Linked DNA regions of Oncorhynchus mykiss: region 1 is linked to region 2. The links are chromatin contacts, called in public Hi-C maps. All regions are on one chromosome and are shown on one strand. The core of a region is the stretch at or near the end of the contact, and the rest is flanking DNA. Distances in the headings are between cores, read along the strand shown. Region 1 holds the start of LOC110530849 (protein argonaute-3). Region 2 holds the start of lipea (lipase, hormone-sensitive a).

Region 1 (2,700 bases), core at 52-2,551, 170 kb before region 2:
GTGCATTTCAGGTAAAATAACAACCCAATGTTTGTATCCCAGGACAAATTAGCTAGCAAGAGCTAGCTAGCTAATTTGTCCTGGGATATAAACATTGGGTTGTTATTAGCAACAGCTAGCTAAATTGCCATAAATGTTTGCTTTTTGACTGGTCCCCAAATTAATATATTTGGTTCAGAATTTGTTTTGATATTTCAACCTGCTGTCCTGGTAGTGTTTGGTGTGCGTGGACAAAAACAACATGCGTGCAATGGCGAGCACGCTGTCTGGTCAGCATGCGAGTTTGGTCTTCCAACACGAAGCTTGGGGTTGCTAGGTGATTTGTGACGCAACTGCAAGCACTCTATGGTTCCGTTCGAATCCCCCACTTTTCCTGAGAGATTACATATCAGTAGGTGGCAGCATAGAGACCATGAGAGATGACTGCTCAGAGATTATGTCGCAGCTGGACCCCTCGGTTGAAGGGGACCCGGCAGAGGCTACCAACCAGCAAACAATCTTACCAACGACAGTATATCTGGTCACCCAAATTAGTTTTCTAACCCAGACAGTACAGTGAAAGGACTGAATGAGTTGATATTTAATTTAATCTGATTGGCATAGTAGGTTTGATCGTATGCTATATGCTATAAACTGGTAACGTTAGTCAGCCTACAAAACTTCAACACCAAATGTAACAATTTAATATGGCGTTCCACAGACGATGTAAGAATATACCTGAAGTTCCGATTTCCATTCATGAGGTCTCTGTCCGGATACTCCCCGGCTCCCAATGGTCAAATATCGGCGCAGCTCCTGTTCGCACGACGCTATTTAGTCAGCGCTGTAGCTCTAGTGTTGGAGATTTTCCACCCGAAGACTCTCAAGCCGACACCCCGGCTTCTGTTGCTGATGTGGACACGGGCCGCTTGCGGTGTCCACTTAACCAGAGGTCCTCCCAAATTTCCCCAGTTGTTGTCAACCCGCACAAGTTAAACGACGTATCCCATTATGATCGTTGGAGTATTAATTGTTTCCAGCAGACAAATCTATTTATTTTCAAAGACAAGTCTCTGAAAATATTTCACGGAGACTCAACAGACGGCGCCTATTCCTGAACGGCTTTAATGCTACCTGATGACGTTTTGCCTCGTCATCAGTTGCCAGGATAATAACAATTACTTGACATTTGTTCTTCGAACGATAAACGTGAACACTTTGCCGCTCTTTTGGTGTTGTTCTGCCGGCAAATTTGTGTTTCACACCCCGGTACGTTCTCGGTACTACCGCTGTGAAGCAGACAAGAATAATGAAGTACTTTCCGGGTCATGGTTTTTGGAATCCTTCAGAATAAGAGTCCTTTCTATACTTTGAAAATTAACAAATATATTTGTGTATTTATATATATTTTTTAACTAGGCAAGTCAGTTAAGAACAAATTATTATTTACAATGACGGCCTACCCTGGCCAAACCCTAACCCCGATCATGGCTGTTTGTGATACAGCCTGGAATTGAACCAGTGTCTGTAGTGATGCCCCTAGCACTGAGATGCAGTGTCTTAGACCGCTGCGCCACTCAGGAGCCCTTTCACAAATCAGACTGTTGAATAAACTTAATTGAATGTACTTTACCTGTTGTCTCCAGATTTTGTCTTTATGTAGAGGAGGTAATATGAGACGAAATATCCACAGGGAAGTGTTATTACAATGCGAGCGTTGCAAAATAAATGTAGAAATCTATATTATTCAGTTATTGCGCCAACGAGCGCCTGCGTTGCCAAGGGCTAAAATAGAAGTCAGTTCTATTTCTGACGCAGATCACACTGCAAGTCCTGCCTCTCCCATCTCCTCATTGGTTTACCCATGTGGGTGACTGAAGACAAACGAGATCAGTGACGGTAATGCACCTAATTTATGAAAGTTGCCAATCACAATATAAAGTCAAGAGAAGAAAAAACCTGGAAGGAGGGAGAGATGACTAGAAACGATTCAGTTGACCGTTTTATGTGTGGATTAATTGGTGGAGTAGAAAACCCTGTGCATTTCAGGTAAAATAACAACTCAATGTTTATATCCCAGGACAAATTAGTTAACAACAGCAAGCTAGCTAACAAAATTTCCATAAATGTTGAATGCTTTTCGACCTGTTCCCAAATTAATATATTTGGTTCAGTGTCGTGATCGCATTTGGGGTGGGGGGACGAAATACATTTATGCACGATGGCGCATGCGCGCAGCCAGTTTGGGTTCCTTGTTAGCTTGATTTTCAGTAAACTAGTATGTACATTGTGTGTATTTCCTTTATTAATTTTTTTCAATACTGGTGCAATTCGCATGTGACATACACTAGCACAATATCGCAGAGCCTAACCGAACAACAGCTGATTGCGAGGAAACATCACAGATAGAACATAAGACATATTTCAGTGGATGTATAAATGTGAAGCATCTGATTAGTGTTTCCACTCACTACTAATATGGTAGTCAGAGGAAGCCCACTGGCCAGCAGTGGGAGAAGATGGAACGAGATGGATTTTGGCCAACATTGCAAATTTGAAACATTTGATCTCAATAGTTCTGTTCCCAAAACTAGAATATGTAATGAACAGAGTGGACTAAGTTTTGTAGACTTTACCCTTTGCTAAAGTTTTTAAAAAGTGCGTTATTTAGTAGGAGTGCAAAGACAAATTGAGTTAAAGCACTCGCGCACTTCATTGAGT
Region 2 (2,700 bases), core at 117-2,616:
GTTTAACTTCAGTCAAATGTTGCAGGTCCACAACCTTCCCAAAATAAGTTGGGTAAATTTTGGCCCATTCCTCCTGACTGAGCTGGTGTAACTGAGTCAGGTTTGTAGGCCTCCTTGCTCACACACGCTTTTTCAGTTCTGCCCACAAATGTTCTATAGGATTGAGGTCAGGGCTTTGTGATGGCCACTCCAATACCTTGACTTTGTTGTCATTAAGCCATTTTGCCACAACTTTGGAAGTATGTTTGGGGTCATTGTTCATTTGGAAGACCCATTTGCGACCAAGTTTTACCTTCCTGACTGATGTCTTGAGATGTTGCTTCAATATATCCGCATAATTTTGCTACCTCGTGATGCCATCTATTTTGCGACGTGCACCAGTCCCTCGTGCAGCAAAGCGCGCGTGCGCACACACACACACACACGCGAGATAACATGTGTTGTCGGTATGTGGTAGTCGAGTAGTTAGTTGCCTGAAAGCACACACTTAAAGGACAATACAAAAAAATGCGCTAAACAGCGCCACACTGAATGTTCTATTCTCAGCCAGGCCCATCTTTTCAAAGAAAACACTACTCTATTTTTCCTCTATTTGAGCAAAATAAGTAGATACTTTGTGATCACAAGAAAATTCTAATAATTAAAGTAAAGATCCCCACAGCCAGGCAGATACATCTGAATGTTCTATCATAAAGTGAGAACAATTCGTTTCCCTGGCTGATATGACTTCTATTTAGAAATACTGTAAGAGTAAACTAGATGACATTCACTGCTATAAACCTGTCTCCAATATAATCGCATAATTTATACAGACCCACCACGGACCTTCGTGCGAAAAGGCGATCCCGGCACTGACCGTTGTGTTGTGTTTGTTGGTCTGAGTGGAGTCATTGGAGGAGCGCATATTAATCCTGTAGAATTAATGGCCGCCAGCAGCAGGTAAACGAACGACTACAAAGTCACTCAGAAAAACAAATAAGGGCTGTAGAGGTTGTAAAAAATAGTCCTTAAAAATGAATAGTTCGTGAACTGCACATCATGACTACCCATATTTAATGACCGTTCTCCTAGCAGCAGGATATTATGGTGGCAGCACTTTAACTGAGACAGGTAAAAAATATAAAAAGTATCTCTACAGTCTACTATTCTCAACATTCCAGTGTCAATATTGTATTTGTTCATTTTATTGGTCATAAATTACTTATTGCCTTTTATTGTTGGCATAATAAAAGTGGATAAATTCAATATATTTTTAATGAGTTATCCACATTTTTAAATAAGGGCTTTTCTTTTGAAGGTTTAACATGACAATTCAAACGTGACGTCATCGTTTGTGCTGCTGGCAGAATACTCGTAATAATTACTAGTCAGGGTCTGTGGGCGAAACAGAAACTGTCAGTAGAAGAGAGGATGCGTGTTGGTAAGTTTATACTAGTCTGTAAAATACACTATGCTTTGCATGTTTGATAACTGTACATTCACACTTATCTCGTAAACACAAATCGCACGTTAAATTTCGGGTGTCCGTTTGAAGTCGCTTGCTTGTTGTCTGTTGTTCGTCAGTCACAATTTCTGCCATAGATAACTTTAGCTGCAGCTGTAGCTAGCATTTTGGCTGCTAAATTCTATGTGGCTTTTGAAAGTACGAATTTTAACTATGGATTTACTGCCATTTTCAACATTGATACAGTAAAACAAAACAAAAAAGTGTAGGTGGACTAATGTAGAGGCCAGTGGTTACCGCTGGGAAAGCTGATGTCGTGCATATTAGTGTCGTGTTCTTGTGAAACCTGATATTTTGGGAGTGAAGTTAGTGGACTGGGTTAGTTTCTATACCGCAAATGTCTGGTGACGTCATCAATCAGATGGTTAGGTTCAAAGGGCTGTTGTTGTTTTGAGAGCTGGGTCTTAAGTAACTAGATGACAGTGACTTTAATAAAAACTGAAAGGAATTTAAAAAGGCCTTCATGGAAATTGAACAGAGCCCGGTTTCCCAAAAGCATCCTAAGGCTTCATTCATCGTTAGAAACTTAGTAGGAGCATCATTAGATCCTCGAGCCGTTTCCCATTACTGAAATTGCTCCTGAAAACGCTTGATATTTAAATGGTATTTTAACCTGGGAAAATCTGGGCTTGTTTTCATCATGGGGGGTGGGGGACGAAATCTGTAAAGAAATGTAGACCTTCTTTGTGGCATGTTGAGAAGGCTCTGTGTGATACTGATCGCACGACACGTTTGTGCGTGTAAATATGGTTGTCCTTGTTCGATAGAGCCATTAGACGTCTTTCAGCGGATTCATTGCTAAATATTATTGATAAACTGATGACATTTTTCTGATACCCAATATTTTCCTTGACCAAAAAAACGAGACTGATACATTTTTTTGTGCCTTTTTTAAGAATTCTAGTACAGTTAAATATTTCACACGGACGCACTACAGTCCCTGGTTTGAATCCAGGCTGTATCACATCCGGCCATAGGGCGGCGCACAATTGGCCCAGCGTCATCCGGGTTTGGCCATGGTAGGCTGTCATTGTAAATAAGAATGTGTTCTTTAACTGACTTGCCTAGTTAAATAAAGGTTACACACACACCACACTGACCAAAAGGTTTGTTGGCATTTACGTATGTCCCCATTACCAGTAAAACATAATCAAGACTTATTTATTTCACTTACTTGATGTGTTGTTTCGTTGTTC

What was found. A called contact is a pair of places that touch in the nucleus more often than the background predicts.
Region 1: a Hi-C map of liver shows a contact between it and region 2, with 6 times the contacts expected there. The contact joins the promoter of LOC110530849 here to the promoter of lipea in region 2. A contact is called at or near these places in 2 of 3 Hi-C or Micro-C datasets (blood and liver).

Annotation. Positions count from the first base shown.
Region 1 is chr32:40,932,712-40,935,411 of USDA_OmykA_1.1, reverse strand. It overlaps LOC110530849 (protein argonaute-3), which reads right to left and starts at 1,301. Exons shown (of 19, transcript XM_036971834.1): 1 at 718-1,301. The coding sequence starts at 736.
Region 2 is chr32:40,762,321-40,765,020 of USDA_OmykA_1.1, reverse strand. It overlaps lipea (lipase, hormone-sensitive a), which reads left to right and starts at 1,366. Exons shown (of 11, transcript NM_001197210.1): 1 at 1,366-1,420.